Regions from separate parts of the Oryctolagus cuniculus genome. Here region 2 is linked to region 1. The links are chromatin contacts, called in public Hi-C maps. All regions are on one chromosome and are shown on one strand. Each heading gives the region's core, a stretch centred on a gene start, on an enhancer-like site or on the middle of the called end of the contact. The rest is flanking DNA. Distances are from core to core; before and after follow the strand shown. Region 1 overlaps FRY (FRY microtubule binding protein). Region 2 has its middle 24 kb from the start of FRY.

The links. A called contact is a pair of places that touch in the nucleus more often than the background predicts.
Region 2: a Hi-C map of an unstated tissue shows a contact between it and region 1, with 2.2 times the contacts expected there. The contact joins two enhancer-like sites. A contact is called at or near these places in 2 of 6 Hi-C or Micro-C datasets (embryonic fibroblasts and an unstated tissue).

What each region holds. Positions count from the first base shown.
Region 1 is chr9:82,422,689-82,429,613 of mOryCun1.1, reverse strand. All of the region lies in intron 1 of FRY (FRY microtubule binding protein), which reads left to right. Among named protein-coding and RNA genes, the nearest start is that of FRY, 75 kb to the left of the region's middle. Within about 2 kb of position 4,138, at least 4 of the 8 cell types and tissues checked have an H3K27ac peak or open chromatin away from gene starts, as enhancers often do.
Region 2 is chr9:82,521,356-82,528,920 of mOryCun1.1, reverse strand. No RefSeq gene overlaps it. Among named protein-coding and RNA genes, the nearest start is that of FRY, 24 kb to the right of the region's middle. Within about 2 kb of position 5,035, at least 1 of the 8 cell types and tissues checked has an H3K27ac peak or open chromatin away from gene starts, as enhancers often do.

The DNA.
Region 1 (6,925 bases), core at 2,889-5,388:
AGGGCTCAAGTATTTGAACCATCTTCCTCTGCTTTCCCAGGCACATTACCAGGGAGCTGGAGCAGAAACAGAGCAGCCAAGACTCGACCCGGCGTTCCAGCGTGGGATGCTAGCATTATAAGTGGCAGCTTAACCTGCTGTTTCACAGTGCCGGCCCCCATCTGACTGATTTCTTAGCCAAGCATCAAATTTATTATTTCCTGTAAAAATAGGTCTATTAACGGACTCAGTTTCCCATCCCAAACTGAACTTTTGTTTCTTTATTATGTTCCCGCTCCAATTTGGCAGCAGTCCGTGAATAGCAGGGTGAAAGGAAGAGGTATTCCCTTCTCTGAGAATGGGGATAGATGCTGCTCACTTCTGTCTGAGAAGTGCGACATTAGGGCCTGGGGGAGGTAGCTGCTGTGGGGAAATTTAAATGGTCACATTAGCAACGGTTCTCAGGACTGACAAAGATGTGGGGCCGCCTTCAGGTCTTCTTGAGGTCAGAGGTGAGCCCGGCACACCATCCCCCGCCTCCCCAGCAACTGCACCCAGTGGCTCCCTGAACTGTGACTTTGCCTGACCTCCAATATGGAGCTTTCCCAGCATCTGACAGCAATTATCTAAATAAAAATCAAATAAGAATTCTTGCGTGTGATACAAATGCCTTTCCCAACACTCAAGTTCAATTGCAAGTCTACATAAAGTTGACCCTATGTTTCGTAGACAATGAATAGTACAGGGGAGAACAGGGTATCATTTGGATCATTGAAACCCAGAGAATATCACCAAATTGATTTTAGCTGGTGGTTTGCAGCTACTTATCAGGGAAAAAAATGTTTTCTACGAAAGATAACGTTTGAATTGTTCTTAATTTGACCTCTTTTTCCTGCATGGAATGCCCTTGAATTTGAAGACAGGTAAAGTAGGAAAGGAAGTGAAAAGCAAAGAATAGTGACCAAAAAAAAAAAAAAAAAAAAAAAACTACGTTTCCATGCGTTCACATCACAACAGGTGTTTTCAGGTTAGAAACACCTGAGTGCATGCTGAGGTGGTTTTGGTAAAGGGGTAAGGAAAGGCGCGAGCTGTAAGGAGATCCTTCATGGAACCTGGACAAGAGATCGTGTGTATAAAGCCCCGGAGGGTGTTCACAGTGTTTGCAACGTCAGCCTTGGTTTTTGTGCAGACTCCTCCTTCGTTCAGTTTGGAGAATACTGCCAAACTCCCCTGCCACCTCCTCTGCCTGTCTCACTGAGACACTTGGCTGTAGCGAAACACACAGCGCCGCTCTCTTCATGGTTCTCAGGACGCCATATGCCCCAGACCTCCTCCGGCATCACCGCTGCTCCTTTTCCATCTCCTCCGCTGTCCTCCCCTCCCTTGCCCGATCACTAATTGCTCAGTGCCCCTGAGATCCTGCTTCCCAGACCCCTCTGCGTGTGGCTACAGACTCTACCAAGGTTGACTCCTCCTATCCCGTGTACTAAAATTCCAAATATGTAGCTCTGGTCTTCACATCTCCCTAAACTACTCAAATCATTTCTTTGGAAAAATTTGTGCTTTTTTTATTATTTAAAAGGAAGAAGCGGGGAGGGAGAGAGATCTTCCAGCCATTGGTTCACTCCTTAAATGCCCATAACAGCCAAAGCTGGGCCAGGCTCAAGCCAGGAAGCTGAACTTCAATGCAGCTCTCCCTCATAGGCGGTAGGGACCCAGCTACTGGAGCCATCATCTGCTACCTCTCGGGGTGTGCATTAGCAGGAAGCTGGATCAGACACAGGGGAGCTGTGGCTGGAACCAGGTACTCCAATGTGTGATATGGGCGTCCGAAGCAGCATCGTGACCACTGCACCAAAAGCCCACTTCCAACTGTTTTTCCAAATGCCTCCACTTGGAGGTCTTGGAGACATCTCAGATTTCACATGGTCCAAATAAAAATAAATTTCCTGTTACATACCTGTCCCCTGGTTTTCCCTTTGCAACAGACAGCACCATCGTCCAACGTCAAGACAGAAAACATCTTCGACTTGACTTTGATTCCATTCTTACCTTCACCCTGCAAATTCAGTGCATCCCATCAAACCTGCTTCCTAAGCAGGCACCAGTCCATCTGTCCTTTCCATTTCCATCGTGGGTGTTCCAGCCCACGTCCCCGTTGTCTCTGACACGCACCTATCACAGTGGCCTCCCGACTTTATCTCCTTGTTCCCATTCACCTTTCCTTTCAGTCACTATTCTATACAACACCAAAGGTGACATTGTAAAGTCATACACACCTTCCCTCCCTCCCCCATACTTACATAAAGTCATGCACACTCCCTCTCCCACTGTAATCCCTCAATGGCATCCCACGTCACTTGCAATAAAATCCAGACTCTGCCTGGGATTACAAAGCCCCGACGTGATCGGAGTCCTGCCTCATTCTCCTGTATCATTTTGTATCACTCTTCCCTTTTAACACCCCAGCCTCATAGGTTTCATTTTATTTTTCTCACATATCGAGCAGGTTGCTACCACAGGGCCTTTGCATGTGCTGTATCTGGGCTGGAAGCTTTCATGATTGGGCTGTTCTGTGCATGGCTGAATCCTTCTTAACTTTTGTGCCTCAGCCTAACCCATGCCTCTGCAGTGCCTCCCTGACACCCCGTCTAGCACAGTCACTCTCTGCCAATCACTGCCTTAGCACTGGGATGTATTTGTTTCACAGTTTGACACGTTCTTGTTCATCATACTCATCTATCTTAATTTTTACTTTTTGATCTGTGTGTGTTTGCAAGACAAAACATGACTGTAAGCTCTGTGAGAGCAGGGGACTCTATGGCCTTATTTATTTATTGTACATTAACCTTGGTGCTTGGAACAGTTTTCCATAGAAAGTGCTGTGGTGTAGTGGGTAAGGCTGCCGCCTGCAGTGCCGGCATCTCATAAGGGTGCCCGTTCAAGTCCCAACTGCTCCACTTTGATCCAGCTCTCTATGGCCTGGGAAAGCAGTAGAAGATGGCCCAAGATCTTGGGCCCCTGCACCCATGTGGGAGACGTGGAGGAAGCTCCTGGCTCCTGTCTTTGGATCGGTGCAGCTCTGGCCAATTGGGGAGTGAACCAGTGGATGGAAGATCTCTCTCTCTCTCTCTGCCTGTCCTCCTCTCTCTGTGCAACTCCAACTTTCAAATAAATAAATAAATAAATCTTTTAAAAAAAAGAAGTGCTGAAAAAACTTGGGGGACAAATAAGAATGAACCAATTTAAGCAACAAGAAGATCTGTTAAGTGGATGATGGTTTCTGTTTTATTTTGTTGTGCAGTCTTGGCTAATCCAACTAAATTCTTAAATTCTGCTCAGGAAAATAAAATAGAAACTTGCTATCATTTTGGCTGATTCAGTTCACTGAAACCTCTTGCTTCTGCATTTGTGATGCAGGCCACCATAGGGAAGAAACACGATGGTACTGGAAATCGACCAAGTTTCCAATTGAATGCATGGGAGGCTAAGGCAACTTGGTGACATAGTCCTTAGGCCCCTACTACCGCTGCCTTTGATCATGTAGCGAGAGTGTAGCTTCAGTTCCAAGTTTGGACGGAAGCATATGGCTGAGGTGCTCACTACTCCAGAGCATGCCTCACTTCTCTCCTTAGTCTTCCCTGCCTTTTACCAATGCAAGGTGTAATAGGGGCCACCAGTGGTGGGGGGAGGTCCATTCTTGCCATTAGCCATGTGGTAGGTTCCCACCTGGGTGGCTACAGCCACAGAAATCGTCTGCATGAATTTATCTGACTCTCGGCTGAGCCACACCCTTTCCCTAAGGAGAGTGCTGAGGCCAAACCCGTTGACCCATTTAGAGATCCAGGGCCGAGAGAGCTTTCTGTTTTCTTTGTCATCACAGCACTATTTGTGGCATTCTAATCGTGTGGCACTCTTAAGACTATAATTAGAGAGTTTCGCCTCCAAAGAATGTGGACCATTTCTTGTTTCGAGTTACCCCTTGGGGACTTGGTATGGAAGTTGTTTTCTCTTTTTGCAGTCCCGTCAGCACCGAGGCGCAGGACCGCGGACAAGTTCCCCCTTCTCCCTTTCTCCTTGCCCCGTTGCAGAAAGAGGCTGTGTAGCTTCCCTCTGTTGAGAGCCCCACCCTTCCTGTTGCTAAGCAGCTGAACGGGATTACATAAATGGTCAGTTTCTCAACTGTGTCAGTGAAACAGCAGCGGCAGCCGCCTCTCACACTTGGGACTTGGGATTAGACAATGAGGAGGCGATCAAAGGCAATAAGTGAAGTTCTCATTAACAATAAGTTGGACTTAGAAGTTACCAACTAGGAGGACTTGGAAAGAGAACAACCCGCCCCCCCCCCCCCACCTTGTTCTAATTTTCTATTTTCAGAAAGACCTGATCAAACAAACTCATTCTCCTCTCCCAAGTTGTTCCTTCGAGCTTTTTCTCTATTATAAGAGTAATTCCCTATTGTGACTAAAAGAAAAAAAAAAGCAAGGAAGAAAAATGACACAGTATTCCACTGCTTTAATACAAACCTTATTAACATTTGGATACGTTTCCTTCAGGGATTTGTACTCATTGTATTATGATAGATTCATTTGTTTATATTTTTATTTGTTTATGCCTACTTATAAGTTACAGACTTTTATCCTTTAATTAGAATAATTATTAAGTTGCAGTTATTAATTTGCTTTTGTATTTCAGGTTAGGGTGGACTCTAAATACAAAATCAGGTCTAAATCTGTGTGCTTTGAAGGGGCATATTTGCATTTCTGACCCATATGAAAAGGCTAACCTCATTTTGACAATAAATCCTCCCTCATCCCATGTACTCGACTTCTTTTTAATAAAGCCAGTTGCATGATGGCCCGTCTCCACGAGACACTTGGTGACCCTCAGGCCACGTGCGACTTCCCGTGGAAATTTTCCATGTGACAAGCCTGTGGATTAAGGATTCCAGCAGTTTCCTTTCGGAGCCCTCATGTTTACAGACTGCACTCACCTGTGTGGTTCTCATGAGGTTTGCTGCAGGCGCTGACTCCCCAGAGCAAGGCAGACTGTATGTGGGGGTACTTAGCATTCCACCTGGTGGTGAGATGTGAAATCCGCGCACTTGGGCTGCTTTGATGAAGCCTTCGCCTCCAGATACACTAGTGGCTTCCCAAAGCGCCGCTTTGCAAACAGCTCTAAACAGAAGTTAAGGAGTTCAAAAAGGCATGCTGTGAATTGGACACTAGAGGGCGCTAGAGTTACGTGCTAAGGGGCCTCTGCTTTCTTCTGGGTGCTACTGTTAAAATGGAAGATGAACCTTTTTAAATATTGCACTACCTTCTGGTGAACACATTTGTGAGACATTTGACAGCTTCATGGCATGAGTCAAAGCTTTGTTGGTGCTTATCATTCTAGTCAGCATCTTCTCCAAAGCAGGTCTTTTTCATCCCATGCTGAATAAAAGAAATTCTAGCAATCTCCTCTTAGATGGTTTTATTTTTCTTTGCAGAAACCACATTATTCCAAAAATAGAATTTTTTTTGCCCTCATCCAGTACACCAGTACATAGGCATGTGTGTTAAAATTTTTAGGAATTCTAGTCTGCCAGATACTGAAGAAATGACATTTCAAACCTGCTTTTAGAACCATAAGATTTCATCATTTGATCAGTATGTGGCTCCTTTTGAACTTAAATACATAAGTGTGTCAGGATAAAGTAGGCGCACTGAAAAAAGGGAAGTGTGGTTAATGAGACAATCAAACTAGTATTTGTTCATAAATTACCATTTTAGTGAAAACAGCTGGTTTTATTTTCAACATTAAACCATTTTAAAAATAGAAAATATTTTGTCCAACATAATTTACTGAAATTACCTGGAAGTAAGCACAGTCGTGTGTGGCTTGATAATGGGGACATGGTCTGAGAAGTGTGTCGGGCGACGTCGCAGTTGGCAGACCTCACAGGATGTGAGATGGCTCCCTCACTAAGTGACAGAGTCTTAGCGGGGCAGGGACGTGCGTGTGGCCTGTGGCTGACCGCTTTGCTGCCTGCTGTTTGTCTCGGAAATGTCTCTTGAACCATCCCTGCCCTCAGTGACCTGCTTACCAACTTACAGACATGTAAGAGGCACGTGATGCTCTCAATAGTTGAAGAGAGAAATAGTCGGAGAGTTGCAACGTGTATTAGATAAAGTACTGAGTATTTAAAGAATGAAGAGACGACAGGCCCTGGGAATGAGCGGAACAAGTTGTGCTTGGAGGGAGGATCAGATAGAGTGAGAAGGGAGACAGATGAGAGCAGGTGGGGAGCGGTGGAAAATGTGCCCATGGACCTGGCCTGGTTTTCATGCTGTTTCTTTGTTTTTAATGCCGTGGTTTTTCGGTTTGGACTTTCCTGTTGTTGTCTTTTTGGTTGAGGTTTAACATTTGTTTTGCTTATTGTACGAGTGTTTGTTTTACCAAAAAATTGTAAAATGCCAGCCATGCTCGAGATGTGCGGTCACTCCCCATCCCGGGTGTGACTGATGGTGGATTTTTCCAGGGCTTCACAGCGCTGCTCAAGCCGCGTGAGTGGGCGCTGCTGTAATGTCCAGTGTGGGAGGTGGGTTGCCTCAGAAAGGGTGAGGAGCTCAGCTCCCCAGCGTCCCCACAGCACCTGGTTCCGGGGGATGCCACCGCCCTCACTGTGCTGTGTCCTATGCACCGGGACCATATCCATCTCCTAGTGAGGACTGAATTTTCAAGGTGAAATTATGGCCTAATCCTATATTTGTTATTCTGATTCAATGCGCATTAGGAGCTAATAAATATTTTAATTAAGATACATTTTTATTAATCCAAGAGCGGTATGAATGCATCATAGGAAAGTAGAAAATACATAGGAGCAAAAATGTGTTACAGGACAGTATATTCCCACACAGTTTACTGTTGACATCACAGTATCTGTCCTCCCAAGCATTTTTCT
Region 2 (7,565 bases), core at 3,786-6,285, 98 kb before region 1:
CCAAGCTCTGGCTGTGGTGACCATTAGGGGAGTGAACTCTTGGATGAAAGACCTCTCTCTCTCTCTCTCTCTCTCTCTCTCTGTAACTCTGCCTTTTGAATAGATGTAATAAATCTTTAAAAACAAAATGAAAAAATTAAATTAAAAATAGTTTAAAAACTAAAAATAAAAAATGAAAAACATCAATAAAATTTTTAAAGCTTCTGGCATTCACAAAACTTCACATCTTCTTTCCTTCCATCCCTCCCTCACTTCCTCATTTCCACCATCATAAGAGTCACTTCCTACTAAAGCACCAGCACGTATGCCTCAAGTTATGATTTTTCAGGGCTTCCAGACCAATATATGCTACAGCCCAGCACTTCAACTTGTGGGTGTTTATCCTAGAGAAATTCCTGCACACATGCACAGAGAGCTGTATACAAGATGTTTAATACTACATTGTTTATGGTAACACAAAAGTGGCAAAGACCTGCAGAAGCAGAATGGAGAAATAACCAAAGTCTTTCTGAAGACAGTATGGAAATTTGCTCTGCCTTTCTTCCAAATAAATCATCCAGCACAGCGATACACCTCCTGTCCTGACTCAATTTACCCACCCTATGCCACACATACTTATATACAACCGCTAAGAGCATGTGGTCTGGGTGCATTTAACACAGGGCAGATCATTCTATCCATAGGCCTTAGTGGATCTCTGTAGTGTGGCTCAGTATTAGAATGGGTGTCTACAATGATTCCTTATATCTGTGTAGCTTCTACAGCTCACAATGAACTTATACATAAAAACACTCTCTACAGAAATACTTCAGATCTCACAAATAGTTCTCAACACAACTGAAGCCAGATATCAGTTCTCTTAGTGCCTAACATGATGCCTTTCCACTCTATCACATTTTCCCTAACCCCATGTCACCAACAAAATACTCCATTAGTGTTGAATACTATAGAATGCTGAAAGCAAGAAAGAACTCATTTGAAAGTTTAAGATTTGGTGAATAAATGAGCAAATGTGTGGGACAGGACTTAATACATAGTAGATGTTGGATAATGGATTGTTGAACGAGTAAACAAATGAATGAAATGTGTCGATCCTTAGTTGTCTGAAATCATGATCTAGTTATCGAGGCTGACTCAAGGGTCATGGATGGCTGAAATGGTCTAACACAGGACTGAGGAAGATATGTTGCTGTGCATAGAGGAGTATATTTCCAGACACTTTCCAGAGCCATCATTCTCTTCCTTACCATCTGATGGTACACAAAGCCACATTTGAGGCTGACGCCGTGGCTCACTAGGCTAATCCTCCGCCTTGCGGTGCCGGCACACCGGGTTCTAGTCCCGGTCGGGGTACCAGATTCTGTCCCGGTTGCCCCTCTTCCAGGCCAGCTCTCTTCTGTGACCAGGGAGTGCAGTGGAGGATGGCCCAAGTGCTTGGGCCCTGCACCCCATGGGAGACCAGGAGAAGTACCTGGCTCCTGCCATCAGATCAGCGCGGTGCACCAGCCACAGCGCGCCGGCTGCGGTGGCCATTGGAGGGTGAACCAACGGCAAAAGGAAGACCTTTCTCTCTGTCTCTCTCTCTCTCACTATCCACTCTGCCTGTCAAAACAAAACAAAACAAAACAAACACACAACAAAACAAAAAAAAAGCCACATTCGAAAGTGCAGTTTGCAAACAGGTAAGAATGCAAACCAAGGGAGATTTAAAAACCATGTGTACAGTAAGACCTTGAGATTCAGATAAGAGTTGTGCACAAATTTGTTATTTGCTGATAGAGCATCTTTCTTGTAATCTGCAATGAAACTTTCTTTAAAAAGAGATCATATCTTCTTTCTTCCTGATGCTGACCACAGAGATATAAGAGGTTAAACAAAGTTCTTGACTTTGACTCTAAAGTGAGAACAAAATCTGCTCAGGGAAGAGAAACTTATCGGAAGGCAAACCTTGGTTCCAGGTTAGGAGGAGGGGGGCTGCTTCCCAGAGGCTGCACAAACAGTAGAGATTTGCTTTGGGATTACTAACAAACTACAAGCAATCCCTGCCTAGCAAAAACACCAGAATGGCGTTAAGTCAACCTGCCTGCAAAACCCACATAGGAGAGGAGAGGGCTCAGCATTTCCATCCCACCACAGCAATCCTTGATTGGGCTCCTGATCAGTATTGTCTGTGAGATGATTATATAACTCTACCAAATACTGAACTTGCATAATTGTGAGTTAGAAGCTTGCTAAAAGGGGCAGGCATTTGACACAGTGACTAAAATATCTCTTGAGATGCATGCATCCCATATCAGAGTGTGTAGGTGCTAAGCCTTGGCTCTGTTCCCACCGTAAGAGGTAGCAGGTGACAGTTCAAGTACTTTAGTTCCTGCCACCCATGTGGGAGACTCAGTTTGAGTTTTTGGCTCCTGGGTTTTGCCTGGTCCAGCCCCAGTTATTCCCAGCGTTTTGGGGAGTGAATCAGCAGGTAGCAACACTCTCTCTCTTTCTTGCTCATCTTCAAATAAAATAAAGGAAACTTTAAGTACATTTTTAAAATTTGCTCAAATATCCAAAGTCTTGTTGTTAACATGAACACCAAAAGAAATAAAATTCTATGAACTCAGAGCAATTTTGCATCCATAGGTTTTGAAGATTTATTTTAAAAATTATCAATTATAGAACAGTCTTTAGCAAGGAAATTAATGTCTTTCCTGCAAGTGCAGTGGGGAAGCAAAGCAGAGCCTTCCCAGAATTCCACAGAGGCAGACTGGCTTTCCCTGGCAGCTCTGTCCTTGAGCTCCTAAAGTCCAGAAGCTCTGCTGGGGACCTCCATGCAGTCTCCTGGCCAACAGTGGTGTTGGGAAAGCCACAGACCAGTGGTTTGCTTTCTTTTCTTTTTAACAATGTAATTAGTGTTGTTACAAACCAAACTGCAGTAATATTGAAAGGAATTAAAGAACTGAAAATCACCCATAATCCTACCCTCTTAATGTAATGACTATTTTCGTTTATTTCCTTTCTCACCCTCATTATGTACAATCTATGTTTTGTTATATTGTGCTCTTTTCCTTTTGAAGGAGTGTAAGATCTTTTCCATGATGTTACACAATTGTTATTTTTCTAGACAGAGACACATAATTTCCTAGGGAAATATTCAACAAATTGACTTGAACATGTCCCTGCTGTGAAACATTTTGGTTCTTTCCAACTTTGCTCATTCACTCAAAAAGTATGGAAACATGTTTTATGTGCTAAACACTGAGCTAAACACGAGAAATGTAAATACGAACTGGTTCCTGCTCTTGACAATTTCAGGCTGAGAAACAAGTGCTCACTGAAAGGGGCCAAATCACAGTGTAATGAGGGCATCAAAAAGCAGGGATTTTTTTTAGGAGCTTGATCAGCATTTCTTGAAGTGCTTAGAAAGGGATATAAATCGGTTTATGAGAAAAGGGGACTCCAGAGTGTAGACTTTGCAAGAAGTGGAAATCAAGTTAAACATAGGCTTTAAAAAGAGCTGCTAAAGACTCAGGTGCACCATCAACCTCGAATGGGAAATACGCTCTACAGATCCCTCCATTGTTTGTTGTTTGTTTGTTTGTTTGTTTTTTGACAGGCAGACTTAGAAAGAGAGACAGAAAGGTCTTCTTTTTTCCATTGGCTCACCCCCCAGTGGCCGCCATGGCTAGCTCGCTATGCCGATCCGAAGCCAGGAACCAGGCGCCTCCTCCAGGTCTCCCACGCAGGTGCAGGGCCCCAGGACTTGGGCCATCCTCCACTGCACTCCCAGGCCACAGCAGAGAGCTGGACTGGAAGAGGAGTGACCGAGACAGAATCCAGTGCCCCGACCGGGACTAGAACCAGGTGTGCCGGCACTCCAGGCGGAGGATTAGCCTAGTGAGCCATGGCGCCAGCCCTCTCCATTGTTTTTAACTCAGGATCCACTGCACTGCAACCATCATAGGATTTATGCAGCAGACACTGAGAAAGTGCCCTGGTACATATGACAATCTGCTGTCCCAACAGCCAGAACCCATGAAACAGATCATTCCGGAATCTGAGCTTTACAATTCCACCCACTGCATTATCTTTGATAATTTTACCAATTAGATGGGTACTAAATTATTTGCTATGAATGTTTCTAAAGTGCTTCAAGTGCTTAGTAGATCCAACCCCCACCATGTTTAGATATTGTTATGAGTTGATTGTGTGTTCCCAAAAGATATGTGTTGCAGTCTGAATCCCCGGAACCTAGAACCTGTGCAGAGATAATCTAGTTAAATTGAGGTCAATAGGTAGGGGTTTTAGCCGATGTGACCTGTGTTGTTAGAAGAGGGAGAGGGAAATGTGGATACAGACATGAGCACACACAGAAGCCAGGCCTGTGAAGATGGAGGGAGAGATTGGAGTAATAATGCTGCTCAAGCCAAGGAATGCCTGCAGCTACCAGAAACTGGGAGAGACCAGAAAAGAGCCTCTTTACGGGCATTGAGAAAGCACATTGACCTTGGCCAATACCTTGATTTCAGACTTCTGGCCTCCACAACTTTGAGAGAATAAATTTCTCACTGTGCTCTGAGGACATGAAAGGAGTGGAGGCAAAATAAAGACGTTCAATCAAGGACCAAGTCAGGATAAGGAGTTAGCTTTGTTACTTGATGCAGCAACAGCATAATCCTGGAACCTGATGAAAGTGTAGAGTATGGGCCCCACCCCAGACTTACTGAAGCCAGCAGTGTGTGTTTGTTAGATCCCTGGCTGATTGACATGCACACCAGTGTGAGAGGCACTACTCAAGTCAATCAAGGCTTGTGCCCTGCTCTGTTTCCTCCCTTTCCCTTCCACAGGTGTTGATTCCCAGAGCATTCCCTGAACACTAAACACTAAACTCTGCTCCGAGTCTGCTTTCTGGAGATTCTGTGGCACACCATGAATAAAATATTAGGTGTTCAGGCCTGGAGGAAAAAAAGTGACGTGAATCTCACAAGGGCCATCAAAAGACATTCCAAGTCCCTGAGCAGCCACAGAGAGGCAGTGTAAGCTCAGACAAACCTCTTATTGTCTTTGTACCTGGAATGTTTATCAGGCAAGAATAATCCTCCCCATCTATCTCAAAGGCTCTTGTCATGAGGACTCAATGATGAAACAATGTGTGTCTTGGAGAGCCCTCATACAGAGCTCAGGCAGTAAGTTCTAGAATTATGGTTTTTTCTTTGCCTATTCCTGAAATCCATCCTTCTCAGCATTTAACCATTCCGATCACTCTAGAAGAATACATCTCTGACATAACCTCACATAAAACTGAAACTGAATCTTAATAACTTATAGAGGAATGTCAAATTTCAAGAACTTAGAGGGGGAGCAGGAAGTTGACAATTAAGGTGTCCAGATCCCACAATACAGTGCTGGGTTCAATTCCCAGCTCTGGCTCCTAACTCCAGCTTCCTGCTAATGTGGACCTAAGAGGCAGAAGTGATGGTTCAAGTAACTGGGTCCCCACCATTTATGTGGAAGATCTGGATTGTGTTCCCGGATCCTGGTTTTGGCCTCAGAGCAGCTCCGGCTGTTGCAAGCATTCGAGGAGTGAACCAACAGATAGGAATGTGCTCTCTCAAAAAAAAAAAAAAAATTTTTTTTTTGACAGGCAGAGTGGACAGTGAGAGAGAGAGACAGAGAGAAAGGTCTTCCTTTTGCCGTTGGTTCACCCTCCAATGGCCGCCACGGCCGGCGCGCTGCGGCCGGCGCACCGCGCTGATCTGAGTGCAGGAGCCAGGTGCTTCTCCTGGTCTCCCATGGGGTGCAGGGCCCAAGCACTTGGGCCATCCTCCACTGCACTCCCAGGCTACAGCAGAGAGCTGGCCTGGAAGGGGGGCAACCGGGACAGAATCCGGCGCCCCAACCGGGATTAGAACCCGCTGTGCCGGCGCCACAAGGCAGAGGATTAGCCTAGTGAGCCGCAGCACTGGCTTCAAAAATTTTTTTAAAATTAAGTAACTCAAGGAGTATCAAAGTGGTATGCAAAATTATTAAAATGATAGTATGTCATGTCATACCCATATTCTAGGCTACTTAAAAACCTGTATTCTTGGACATTAAAAAAGAAAACTAAGAGAGTTCAAGGTAGACACTTTGGAATAGGTATGATTGAGGTATGTGGGCTCCATGTCCTATCTAAGAAGTTACATGGAATTGTTGTATGAGGAGGAAGCTTTATGCTCATATTCAACCCATCTTGGCTAGAGAATTTTTTTAGGTAAATGATTTCTTCAATTTTCTTTCTGCTTATGAAGTTTCTTCACAAGAATTAGTCTCTTATGAAAGGTGGTAAGTTAACAGGACATCAGGAGAATGACAGATATTTCAATTCCTAACAGAAGGAGAGAGTGATACAGTGGAGAATGGATGTAGTAGGGTTGGAACTCTTTAGTACAAAGTGTCAAACAGAAGCCTCTCTCATGGAGAAGTTGTACCTTTTCCTTCTGATGATCCTGTCCCATCCTACCTACCTATCTGCCTCCTTAACCACCTAGCTATTTCTATCACTCTTTTTCTGAGAAGGAAGTAGTCCCAGACCATTATGACAATTCACTTCCTGATAAATTGCTATGAAAGAAAAATGGGGGTGTTGGGGACTGCACCGTGACATAGCAGGTAAAGCCATCAACTGTGATGATGGCATCCCATATGGATACTGGACTGAGACATCGCTGCTCCACTTCCAATCCAGCTCCCTGCTAATCTGCCTGGGAAACCAGTGGAGGATGACCCAAGTACTTGGGCCCCTGCACCCAAGTGGGAGACCTGGGAGAAGCTCCTGGCTCCTGGCTTTGGATCAGCCCAATTCTAGCCATTGTGGCTATTTGGGGAGTGAACCGGTGGATGGAAATCTCTTTCTCTCTTTCTGTAACACTGCTTTTCAAATAAATAATATTTTTTATAAATTTAAAAATGAAAAATGGAATGGGGGCAGGCATTAGGCACAGCAGTTAGCAGACTGCTTGGAAAGCCTCATCCCATATTGGAGTGCCTAGGTTCAAGCCCCAGCTCTGCTCCTGATTCCAGCTCCCTGCTAATGCACATCTTGGGAGACAGTGGTGGTGACACAAGTAATAGGGTTCCTGCCACCCGCGTGGGGAACCTGAATTGAGTTCCTGCCTCCCAGCATTGGCCTGGCCCAGACCTGCTTATTAGGGTAAATTGGGGGGGGGGGGTGTAACAGATAATAGAATATCTCTCTACCCCCACTCACTCTTTTCCAAATAAAATGAAAACTAATTTAAAAAAAAAAGAGGATATAATAATGACCTGTACACCTTAAACCACCTTTGGAGACCTGTAAGTTTCTCATTTCTATTAACACTTTATAAATTACAAACTTAAACTAAAATCTCAGTTGCCCTTTGCCAATCTTTCAGAATTCTGAAAAGTACTCCTTTGCAAAGCCACCTTCCCTGTGCTAAGTGCAAAGATCTTTACTTTAGGCATTTTTAGCACTAGTAAGGACAAAGCATGTTTATGCCAAAAACCAAAGCCCACTGCTCACAGCCAGAAAACAAGCAAGAACAAATTAGCCTTGATTT